2 separate regions of the Triticum aestivum genome follow, and region 2 is linked to region 1. A link is a contact called in public Hi-C data. All regions are on one chromosome and are shown on one strand. Each heading gives the region's core, a stretch centred on a gene start, on an enhancer-like site or on the middle of the called end of the contact. The rest is flanking DNA. Distances are from core to core; before and after follow the strand shown.

Region 1 (6,582 bases), core at 1,051-3,550:
ACTTCCTTCTGGGTGGAGTACTCAAAGAACCGGAGGAATCTGTCCTTCACATAGAACACAGTATCAGCACTCACGCTGAAAGCTGGGCGTTCCCTCTCTAATTTAAACACAATCATGCCACTGTCATGACCAGCAGCAAGAAGATTCATTTCAGGGTGGGCAGCAAGGATCCAGAAACGGTCATGTTCCCGCCTAAATGTCTGAATACCAGTTCGCTTTGTGGCATCCCAAATGCGAATGCTTTTGTCCTCTGAGTTGGACACAATGATGTCTTGCTTCGCATGGAACATCACACACGACACATTATTCATGTGCCCCCTCAAAGTATCAACTTCCCAAGCCTTGGTATCTGTCAAAAAATATCAAATTTATTTTATTGTTTGTTCAATCCAACCAATACTCAGCAAAAAAATAATTAGTGCTAGACTAGACCTTCAATTGACATTTCTCATGTTGAACAAACAAGGGTAATTTGATAATTTGTTTATAATTTGTTCAGTCCTACTAATATGCAGAGTGTTTTACTGGATATTAAATGGTTATATACATGTGATCACTCAGAATTAACAAAAAAGTAATTTGACAATTACGAAACATGTTTCTTGCGTTCAGCTAGTTTTGATGACCACTGACAATTTAGTTGATATTACTTGTGATAGACTGAGGAGTAAACAGTAAAAGGTTCTGTACAAGTAATATCACTTAAACAGAATCAAAAGGATTCAAAATAAAATGACTAATTCAGAAGCATTGTTTCAAACTGTCATACAAAATAATGAAATGATGCGTACATAAATATGTAATTATTGTTTTCATACAACGAAATAAAATAAACCAGACATAAATAGTTAAAGAAGTGATTGCACTGTTACCATTCATTCTCCACAGCTTCACTTGCCGGTCATCTGCCCCAGAAACAATGAGTGGCAATGTGGGGTGAAATGATGCCCAGTTGACACCACGGTCATGGCCTTCCAAGACATACTTCACAACCGCATCGACACCCCCAAACAGATCAGTGTTCATCTGAGTGAGACGCAGGATGTCATCTGCAGGTGACACCGTCTTCTTCCTCAGGGCACCAATATCCCAAACACGGACAGTCTGATCTAGCGATGCTGACACAACCAGGTCCTCCTTGGGGTGGAAGGACGCGCACATAACATAGTGATTATGCCCGGTAAGCACAGCCACACAAGTACGTGACTGCCAGTTCCAGATCCGGATTGTCTGGTCATCACTGGCACTTACAATCCATGGGTACTCATGGTGGAATTGCACAGTACGAATGTAGTCGAGATGCCCAGTAAGCGTAAACAAGCAGCGGTGTGTCTTGTAATTCCACACCTTGATCTTGTAATCGTCACCTGCATTGCATCACAACCAAAAAAGGAAGTTCAAGCTTTGTGAATGTTAATGAGCATGCATTGGATTATTTTACCACCTATTCTATTTCTACATTCACTCAGTGTTCAAGCATTGACTCACTGTTAAGCTAGTAACTAAAACATGAACCAGACCAACCAGAGTGCACCCCAGTGTCATCAGCCACACAATCCCATCATGGTTTTGTGAATGCTAATGAGCATGCATTGGATTATTATACCACCTACTCTACATTCACGTTCAACTGGTGAAAAAACTACGGTGATATCAGTCACTAATTAAAACCAAATGGCACCTGAGGCTCCCAGTAACAATTCTAGAAACAGCAAAGATCATAAAGTAAGCAGTAGATCCGACCAACCCATCCTACCAACTTATGATCCTTAACAACCACCGGCACGCATCAAGCGCGATCTAATGGCAGCGTCGACGGATCACACAGACATCTAACGGCCTCGAAACTCGCGCGCAGAGCCTCCAATCCAAAGGTAAGGCTCGGGGCCGCAGCGCGCAGCTCTGTATCGATCCGCAAATGGCAAATCACGTCCGAACCGATCGAGCCGAGCGGGATCTAGCAGGGCGGGGCAGGGGAGGGCAGTACCTCCGGAGACGAAGAGGGGCTGGGTGGCGTGGAAGTGGACGCCGCGGACGGGGCCGTCGTGCTCGTCGAAGCGGTCGAGGAGGGTGCCCATGCGGTAGTCCCACATCTGGATCACGCCGCTGTGGAGGCTGGCGAGGATCCATGGCCGCCGCGGGTGGAAGCTCAGGCCCTTGACCCGGTTGCTCTTGGTCTCGAACTTGGTCAGCATCTTCCGTTCCCCCGCCGGCGGCGCGTCGTCCCCGGCGACGGCGGCGGCGGCCCCTGGCCCTGGCCGCGGAGAGGAGCGGGGAGGGGGGGGGGGGGGGTCGGTGGATCTGGGGCGGAGGGGAGGGGTAGGGAGGGAGGGAATGGCCGATGGGTGGGGAGGAGGAAGGTGCTTTAGATCTCGGGCAAGAGGAGATATGGGTTTCCGACGCTGCTGAGGTGGTGAGAGGCGGCGCCGCCGTTGGATTCTCGGGGAGGGCGATCTGAGCCGTCGGAAATGGTGCGCCCGGGTTGTCAGTGACGCGTCGTTCGCTTGCCGCAATGCTAAGATAAGCGGTTTGGCTATGACCAATTTTTGGTAGAGTACGAATTATAAATTTCATGCTTAGATAAGTGCTTACCTCTTAGCAAATTTTCCCTCTGTAAACAAATGTAAGACGTTTTAGATAAGATTTTTTATCATTTATGTCACTGGCTGTGTTTCACTACTCGGTTTTGCCACTAGGAATTCCAACTGCTCAAAAATGCCATCGCTTCGTTAGGCGCATGCTAAAAAATGCCACTGAACACCATTATTGTCAGCTCAAATTCCGTTTGTCATGTCATAATGACTAAAATACCTATAGAACAACATGTTAGCTCTCCCTCTATCTCATTACAATAAAGTGTGGGTCCCACTTGATCCCAGTAGCATTCTTATTTTCTCTAAAATTATTCGCTTGCTTACTCCTGACAAGTGGGGTCCACATTTATCATTGTGAGATAGAGAGAGCTGACAAGTGGGTATAGGGGTATTTTCGTCATATAATATGGTCAACGAGTTTGACCTGAAAATAACGATGTCTAATGGCATTTCTGAGCAAACATCTAATGGAACGATGGCATTTTTTAGATATCTAACGACATTTTTAAGCAAGCATCTCAGGAAACGATGGCATTTTCTACTGGTAGTAATTTCTAACGGCAAAATGAGTAGTGAGATACAACTAATGGTATAAATGATAAAAACCCTTTAGATAACTATAAAGTGCATGTGCCGAGGTCGAGGATGGTGCCCATGCCGGAAATGAAGTATCTTTGCTTTTTTTTCTAGACTAGATGGTAGTATCTTTTATATAAAATATTGAGTACAGCATGTACTCTCGCATCTACGCATCCATTGTCACACGCAAACACTTTGTACAATGTCCTCCAAAGACTGCAGTCGCGGGAGCTTTAAGATTGATCGATATCGCCACTAGCATCTCGATATCATCGAAAAGACCACCTCATATTGGAAACATTATGCTTTGATCGAACAATAGGATGGCAAAAGCTATGATTATATCGCTCGTTGGCTCGGAGTACATGTACCCTCCTAAACATCCAGCTATGGATTGGTTCTCGTGCGGAATGGAATTTGTATTGGAAATAACATCGATACAAATTCACATAAAAGCACCATATGGTATTTGTATTGGTGCTTATTCCAACATGACTGATAAGGAACTACTAAATTAAAGGGGAAAAGGGCCCCTTGCACTGTTCGTCGTTGGCGAGTGCCGGGAAGGGGAGGGGCTGACGGGGAAGGAAATGAGAGTGCGCTGGGGAGAGAGGCGGAGAGTTGATCCCCTCCCCCCCCCCCTTGGATTGTTGTTGGCGTAGGAAGGAGAAATCTATGTCGGTCATTCTTCCTCTATCCTAGGTCTAATTGTTCTAATAAAAATGCATGCATCATGTTGGTCCCTTCTCGGCAGGTGTTGTTCCCTCTTATCTTCATTATCCGCTTTGTCCTCACTCGGTGCTTTCGATTAGGTTTTGGAGTAGGTCGTCTGGAAGTTGAAGCAAGCTGGTTTGACGCCAAGCTCGTTCTCTCCCTCCAAACCTTGTGGGGAAGGATTTGCTAATAGGTTAATAGTGTTTTTGCTCTTCATCTTTGCCGGTGACGACCTCGGGCTTCTGTTTGTCAGTGTCGGCAGTCAACCCCTTGGTCGGCAGACAACCAGACTCAGCAGCATGTGTCCGCCTTCACGCAGCCTGGAGGTCGACGTGTCATTTTCTTGCTATAGTTGTTTACACCTGGTTCTTGATGGCAAAGTTGTAATTCATTTTTTTATGTTTTCCTTTGCCTGTAATGTGCAGTGTTGATCTTGTAATCTTTTGGGTTTTGGCCTAGTTCGCAATTAGGCCTTTCCAATATAACGAGTGGGGTGGCCCTCTATGGAGGGACCTGCGTGCGACCCATGAGCGGGACGGGACCCCCTTTATTTTTCTCTACTTTTTTGTCCTTTTTTTGTTTTTTGTCTTCTTTAAAATAATTCGGGATCTCAAGAAAATCCAATTTTCTAGAAAATTGTGAATTTTGAGAAAAAATTAACCAAGAAATCATAATTTTTTTGCAAATTCAAAAAATGATCGCATATAAAAAAATCATGATTTTGAAAAAAAGGGTTTAGGAAATCAAATAAGTTCATGATTTCGGAAAATGTTTGCGCATTCAAAAAATGCTTGTGGATTTGAACAAATGTCTGAAATTCAAAAAAGTTCGTTGATTCAAAAAATATTCATGAGTTGAAAAAATGTTTGCGAATTTCTAAAACCATACCACGTATTGAAAAACTGTTCATGATTTGATAAATAAATCAAAAAATAATAAATTTGCATGCATTTGCAAAAATGTTCATGAATTTGAAATATTTATGAATTTCAGAAAATGTTGTACTAAAAACAAAAAAGTGTTTGTGGATTTACAAAAAGTTTGTGAAGTCGAAAAATGTTCATGAGTTAAAAAATGTTCACAATTTAAAAAATATCCTGAATTTTTTAAAAAGGATTGCAAATCGAAAAATTGTTCACGACTTCAAAAAATTCTTACGAATTTAAAAAATGTTCATGATTTCAAAATAAATTATAAATTCGAAAATTTTCATGATTTCTTAAAAAAGTATGATTTAAAAAAATGTTCACGAGTTTGAAAGATGTTTGCAAAACGAAAAAAGTTAAAAAAAGAGAAGGAAAATGAAAAAGAAAATAAAGATGAAAAAAAGAAAATAAAAACAAACGCACGAAAAATAAAAATAAAATGTAAAAAGATAAAAGAAAGAAAAGGCCAGAAGAATAAAGAAAGGCAAAACCAGTTCAGGGCCGGTTCAGAAAAATAAACAATACCAGTGGGAAAAACCAACATGGGCAAGTCCATACAGAGGACATACACACGTAAGTGGTACGCGCGGCCTAGGCGCCAAATAGGACTGGCCCTCTACGGAGGGCACAAGTTTATCAGGAAAAAAAAATGAGTGGTTGACATGGGGTTTGATCCATGCCGACCATGGTTTTATTCTGAATATGGACTTCCACCCATCTTACACTTTCTAGACCAACATCTAAGATATCTACATCGTGTTTTTGCTAAATCTTGGTCGTGCTTCTTAGAATTGTGAAACTACAAAAATTCATACTACATGCTCGTAGGTTCCGCAACTTCGCTACGACATCTTTGTCCCTTGGGTGAAAACCTCATATCCCGTTTTGCCAAATCGAATGAGAGTAGTTGCTCCTGCCGTAGCTCCCTCCTAGGAGGTGTCGGGAGGCGACGCCTTGGAGACCTTGATATGGTGTTGTGAGGCCGGTTTGAGTCCGAAAGCGAGAGCTCGTCATCGAGCAAGCATCATTGGTCATGGTGATTGTCGATGTTCTCTTGGTGTTCTGCTAGTGCAGCTTTTTGGTCCGACGATGCTTCGGGCATAGCCTAGGTAGTTGGCTTGCTCGTAGTTAGGCTCTTCGGGCGGAAATCCGTTTTGCATGTTTTTGTGTTTTCTTATAAAGCATGTCAATTATCTTTGATTCTTCACGAGGAAAAGAACACTCGTGGATAGGTTGAGGTGAACTAGGAACATGAACTGAGCGCACGGCAGTTCGACAAAAATGGTCGTAGCTTCACGAAGAAGATACGCTCATACGCTGTGGTCCCTTCCCCAAGTTGCGGTTTGCTCCAGAGACCGTCCAATTGCACGCCTGAAGCCCATCAAGCTTCATAAAATTTTCACTAGCAACAAAACAGATAATGAAAGAGGAACAGAGACAATAACTGCAAAATTTGCACAAAACGTCGAAGTTACTGCGTTCCAAACAGAGTAACAGAGGGTTTGAATTACCAAAGAAATCGCCAAAGGTTGATGTAGCAGGGAGAAAAGTGAATGCCACTGGGACAGGAGCGGACCGAATCGTTAGGCGGCAGGAAGAGGCGTCGGGAGACACACGATCACCCAAGCTTTGCCGATGCAGCCAACCCGCCACATTCTCCCTAGTCTATACTCTCAAGCCATTTCGCTCAAGCAGGTAAGACTGAAGCCATTTCGCTCAAGCAGGAGACCACTAGTCTCCCTAGTCTATACTCTCAAGCTGACAGGACA
Region 2 (6,578 bases), core at 1,101-3,600, 170 kb before region 1:
AAAGGCGTGTGTGGGGGGGGGGGGGGGGGGGGGGTGTCACAACAAAAGAGTACTGAATCATGCAATTCAATAAAAAAATGTATCAATAAACCTCAGTTATCAACATCATCAAAGTAGTTACTAAAAAAGGCACTTGTGTTGCCAACACCAGAGAACAGTGGAAAGCATTACCTTCACTGCATATAACTTCCCATCTTCAATGTTTCGGTATAGAACCTTTTTAGAAGCAAAGAGAAATGGAAAGGAATCAGCTAGCTACTCAGTGAAGTTCATTAATAGCACATTTAAGCGGTCTTACCACTTTGCCATAGCTTCCAGCACCGATCTTGCCCAGGTGAACATACTGATTGATCATCTTATTGCCAAGATCGTCCTAAACATGCCAAAGGAGAAAGTTATTATACAGCTCAGTGCAAAAGGTAAATGCTCTCGCGCAGCTCCTCGACTCTTCACTAGACATGCAACGGCCATGGCATAGCAAAAAAAAACTTGGTCACAGTCTTAGATCACCCGTCAGAACAGTGATCACCAAATACACTGAGTTTAAAATAATAGAGTATATGTTTTACATGAATGCTACAGATTAGTTCCAGCGGAGCACATGTAGTATTACTTTTGCTTGCTTAGAACACATTGGTGCTAAAACTAGGTCAATTATATCAATCGTTATCAATAAGAGGATTAATGGCTAGCCATTCCAAAAATAAAGAAAATAAGAACCATAGCCAGACAGTGTATTAGGTGTGTTGTTTTGTACTAGCAGATGACAGTTAAAACTATTGGCCCTCACAGTGGCGTTCGATTAAACTTTGCGTGTGGTGGACTTTAACAAAGTCCAACATGATCAATTTACTCGAGGGCCATGGCCAGTTTAACCAAGTTTAATTCAGTTCAATCGAGGCAATTTGCATAAATGATCCAATCACCTGAACTGGCCATCTTTGCATGTTTTATAGTAAAACTGCTAACAGAATCTGGTCTCCATAATTATGGACCATGCAACACTATAAGATGTATAAATACAAAAATAAATGCAAACATAATATGTATCTACATTTTAGGTAACAGAGGAAGATGCATCTTCGTTTTCCAAAGATTTTTGAAAATTCTTAGGGTAACTCCTGTAACTGGTTTTGGTTCTTCATATAGGAAAGCAATATAAGAGTCCATTTATAATCTTAACATCGTCAGACAAATAATCAACACAATCATGAAGTGACGAGCAAAAACAGGCATAATAACTCATTAATTCTGAAAGCGAAGCAAATCGCAAGTAAAAGGAAAGAGAGAGTACTTCTACTTCTCAACAAGATAAACTTAACGATAATTTTGAATGAAATTCAGTTGCCTTATACGACACGATTCCTTAATAGAAATTGAACTGGCTCGTGCATACACTTTTAAAGTGTTGCCTAGACAGAATGTTTTCGATGGACGCGAGTAGAAAGATACTGGTAGAAATTGATGTCTAACAAGGCGGTACCTCTGAGCGAACAACTTTTTTAGTCTCCTTAACCAGGCTTTCTCTACATGCAAAGCCACTTTGAGCCCTTGTCAGAATAATATCTTCAGACCTCTTCCGTGGGGGCTCATCGTCACTTTCATGATTATAATCAGTACCATCTCTTTCATAGAAACTTCTATCAGGATCATCACCATTAAAGAAGCTTCTATCAATGCCATCCCCATTGTAAAAGCTTAGGTCAGGATCATCTCCAGTGTAGAAGCTCCCATCGAAATCTTCACTAGTCTGGCGCTTCAACAAATCTTTGGACAACATGCCATCAGTGTCCCGAGGCCGACCTACCTTCACGCTGGGCTTCCTTAGGAAACTGAAACAGCTGCAGCAGCCCATGTCCGTGAGGTCTGCCATTCAGAAGGAGCCGCGCACCAGAAATCCTGGACGAACAAAACAGGAGAAGGAGAACGCGTCAGTGAAGGGATCAGCTTCGGTTCGTAGTGACCGGATTTGGCAGGCCCTCGTCGAACCCCCCTCCCCGATCCCGACCGATCGATCTGGATCGCGGCTCGAGTTCGCTCCCCTGATTCGCTGTTCGATTCGCTAAAGGCGCAGGACAGGAGCAGCGTACCACGCGTGTCTTCCGATGCCGTCGTCGCAGTCGCCGCTCGAGCACGCCGTCGCCGCTGGATCACCGTCGTGCCGCAATTGAGGTTGTTGTTGAGGAGGGCGGCGGAGGGGACGTGGAGAGTTGGATGGTGGGTGGGTTGGGGCGGGGCAGCAGGGTGGGGGGAAGCGCGTCGGGAGGAGCACGGGGCGGCACGTTGGTGGTCGCAAGGGGGGCGGCGGGGTGGGAGGAGCACGGTGGAGACGGCGAGGTGGGGTACAGAGGAGAGGAGACGACTGCGACCTGACACGTGAGGCGCCTTTTTCTCTTTCTCGATCTGTATTTTTGACAGGTTCAGCTTGCGATTTTTTTTTAGCATCAGTACAGACACAAGCGCTCATATCCTATGAACGCACACACGCACACCCTACCCCTATGAGCACCTCTGAAAGACTGAGCCGGCACCTCATCTTGAGATTTACGAAGTCACCGTAGGCGCCTCGTCTTCGACGGGAACGTCTCCTCCCACTGAATGCGCATCGCCGGAAATCCTGAAATAAATCCAGGAATAAATGCGAGCACCAGGATTTGAACCCTGATGGGTTGAGGATATCACAATCCCTCTAACCATCCAACCACAGGTTGGTTCGCGTTCAGCTTGTGATTGTTGGACAGTGTTGTGCTTTAATTTATTCTATCTACTTCTACTCCATTTGGGGGAATTGTTCTATACTACAATCTACTGCAATATTTTTTTAGAAAAGGCCTAATGTCATACTACTCCTTACACACACAAAAAAAAGAAAAATATACAAATTCATGGGGGTATCGAAATCTTCTTCCTCGGCATCCACGGAAGGCGTGTTGTGAGCATAGCTTGATGCTGCCTCTAGGCCTCCGCCTTGGCTGAGTAAACTTTTTGAAAACCAAGAGCTTGTAGAAGCAACGGCTGAGAAATCGTCGATACAGACCATGAGGCGTCGGCGGCTACGACACGCAAAGCAAACCGCCACCTTGGAGACAGAAACGTTGATCAGACATGTAGAAACTCTGAAGACCACAAAAACAGTCTAAATCCATACGGATCCATGAAAATCTAAATTGAACGAATCCCGAAAGACCCGCCGGAGACACGGCTCCAGGGCCCTCTCCTTCAACGAAAGGCGCACCAACGGAACCGGGATACAGCAAGGAGAACATTATTCCTACCCTGGGGCAACGCCACTGCTTTGCCGCCCCAAATCTAACACGAAGACTCCCTACAGAAAACCTCGAAAAAATCACCCATCTTGATGTACGATGTGGTCGGGTCTGATATAGAGCTTGCCACTATATAGAACTTGGCATCGACACCCTCTTCTCTGACGATCCTTCCAGGCTGAAAACACCGATGATCCCTCCGGCCGCCATCATCTTCACCAATGACATTGTCATGCACCAGACGAAGCAAATGGATGATGATCTTCGTATAGAAATTTTAGATAAAAAATCTCTTACACATTATTTTCAAATTGGGCATATAAAGGGGGCCATGCCTAGATGACTTCCATGCATGATTCTATCAACATAATAACCAAGTGTCAAATGCATCCTGCTCTCTTAACCGTGTAACAAGAAGAGGACAAATACATAGGTAGATGCATTGTTGGAGTTGAGGGTTACATGTATGCCTTCCAAGATGTAAGGCTCCCAGTTTTTACGGTGAGAGAGCCCTCCCCTTGGTCGCTTATGTTAGATCCCACGTGCCACAATTGACAGAGACAAGGTGATTGTTTGCTCAAATTAATCAATTATTTTCTTTATCTCATTACCTCTCATATGTATTGGTGGCTATCTTGTTTTGTTAATTGTGCTATTTAGGCCAACATTGCTCATGCTTTGTTCAAAGGAAAAGGGCGAAAAGAAAGAAAGGCAAAACATTCACCTTGCATCATTGTTGGAAGGATCTTGAAAATGAGAAGTGGAAGAACTGAGAGGCATATGAAGCTCATAGGAAGAACTCTAAGAGCTTGGTTGGAAATGCAACAATGGTTGGTGGTGTGGTGATGATGATGATGCATCAAGTTGCAAAGAAGGAAAAAAGAAACCCCACTCCCAACTCGGTTGCTCCTACAAGAATGCCCAATGGAAGAAATAATGGCAAAGAAAAGGGCATGAAAGCCGAAGACAATGATGTGAAGGAATCATTGGACGCCATCATGAATGCAAGAGAAGACATGTCTGATGTACCGCCCTGGACACACACATCGGTTACTGGTCGTTACTGTTGTCGGGATCTAGACTAGCCTCAAAGATCAACACTAATCTTTCCTGCACACATTGTCCTCACTCATGCACACCTGGGACCAACTTCCCAGTTGGTCACCCATTCTGAACTCCAAGGTGAGCACACTTAAGTTTGGAGTTATTTCTGAATGGGGTGCCCAAAAGAAGGAATTCATTATTGACATGAGTAGTCTATCATCCTTATTAGGCCAGGCTATCACATACACCCCCACTCAAAGGAACCAACATCCTCGTAGGCCCACAAGAATGTTCCCTCTTGGCACACGTCTTTGTGTCCAGTCAGGCATATGTGCCATGTCGTGTGCCACGACGGGCCACAAACGTCATGCACAATGTGACTGCGCGCCTGAGTCGCAAATATCCGTGTATCCGCGAGGGTCGGCTCTTATACCAACTTGTAACGCCCCGGACACGCCCGCCGTTTATTGGCTGTTACTCCTGACAAGATCTATACTAGCCCCACAGATCAACACTAGTCTTTCCTACGCATATTGTCCTCACTCATGCGCACCTAGGACCAACTTCCCAGCCGGTCACCCATCCTGAAATTGCTCCAAGTTGAGCACGCATAACTTTGGAGTTCTTTCCGAATGGGCTCCAGGAAAAGAAGGAATTCCTCATTGCTATGAGTAGTCTATCATCCCTATTAAGTTAGGCTATCACATCCGAAGAAAGAAAATTTATGAAGATAAAAGAAATGGAGGAGAGGATAACGGCCGAGCAGCAGAAGGCAACGACCAAGGAGAGGTTGGCGACGACCGAGGAGTTAAAGGTTGTGGCCGAGGATAGGAAAGTGGCAGAGGAGGAGAGGAAGGTGGCCATGGAAGAAAGAATCCAAGCAATGGAACAAGAGCAGAAGTTAATGTTCATGGACACATGTGGTCTTGATGATAAGCAAAAAAACATACATTAATATTTGTCGCTACCAAGTGTTGGATATTAGTTCAATGGCCGTGGCGAGAGGATTCATGGGAGAAGGCCTGGGTGACATGGGTGGCGGCATGGGAGGAGGCATGGGTCCCATGGGTGATTCCATTAGAAGAGGCATGGGAAGCGACATGGGAGGATTTACGGGTGGAATGGGAGGAGACATGTGTGCCATGGGTGGTACCATGGGAAGAGGCATGGGAGGTGGCGTGGGTGCCAATGGTGCTAATGAAGAGGCATCAAATCTTGAAGATCATGCAACTCTAGCTAATTCAGTGGAGGCAATGAAATTTCAGTGGCTATGCATTGTTCTATGATTGTGGTGTGTTTGTATGAACTATGCTTTCATTTGTGTATGTGTTGCACTATGTTATGCTCTGAATTCGAATCTGATGTGTGGATTTAAAGAAAATTAATATTTTGTTGATATGTGTGCGGTGATCTTGCGAAGTTTAAATTGTATCCATAACTTTTTTTGTTTCAATATGCATGCAGTTGTGGAAAAGAGAAACATAGTTGGTGCCCTATTTTACATCATCTACTACGACATAAATTTTTTTGGTGTCATATTTTACATCATCTGTTGCGGCAAAAAAATGGTGCCCTAAAACTTTTTTTGGTTGCCTTATTATACATCATCTGTTGGAGATGTTCTTATACCGGAATTGTTTGCCTACTAAGCATTTTCTATCCAACCGACTGGTAATATCGATGAAAGGGCGACTCAAACAACAACCATGTTCTCCACACTTCTATTCAATTTGCATTAATCCTCTAGTTTTCTTCCCTTATTGATCTCGTTTGCACCAACCTCTGGACTACAGTGTGAGAATATGTTATGAGAGAATATTTATCTGGTGGTGGAAGGCTGAAAGCCATGGTCTACTATGGTGGAAGTATTATGTAAAATATTCCATTCGTCTATAATTTTTTATAACTGTTTTTATAATTTATAGATAGAATATTCATTATGTTTAAGAAATTGGTTTGTGTTGTTGTTATAGAAACAACTTTCGATAAGGGTCATCCTTAGCAGTGTGGTTAGAGAAAATTTTAGTAGGGATTTGTATGATGGCCTTATAGCGAAAGTCGGCATACACCGACTAGGTGACATGGTATTTTAAAAAATGAGGCTCAAACTCCTTGTAGGAGTGTGACCTACATCCTACACAAGAGACGTTGAGAGAAGTGCTCGGCACACGAAACATTGAGAACTTTGCCATTTTTGCAGTCCCACAACTCCGGATAGTTCAGGCCTTATAAGGTCCCTCAGGTTCCAAAACCCGACCTCCTTAAACC

What was found. A called contact is a pair of places that touch in the nucleus more often than the background predicts.
Region 2: a Hi-C map of leaf shows a contact between it and region 1, with 7 times the contacts expected there. The contact joins the promoter of LOC123095868 here to the promoter of LOC123095865 in region 1. A contact is called at or near these places in 2 of 5 Hi-C or Micro-C datasets (both in leaf).

The regions. Positions count from the first base shown.
Region 1 is chr4D:21,957,041-21,963,622 of IWGSC CS RefSeq v2.1, reverse strand. LOC123095865 (coatomer subunit alpha-3) reads right to left here and starts at 2,300. Exons shown (of 3, transcript XM_044517436.1): 1 at 1,988-2,300; 2 at 873-1,367; 3 at 1-349. The coding sequence starts at 2,195.
Region 2 is chr4D:22,125,538-22,132,115 of IWGSC CS RefSeq v2.1, reverse strand. LOC123095868 (serine/threonine-protein kinase GRIK1) reads right to left here and starts at 2,350. Exons shown (of 12, transcript XM_044517440.1): 1 at 2,091-2,350; 2 at 1,484-1,899; 3 at 299-373; 4 at 172-216. The coding sequence starts at 1,873.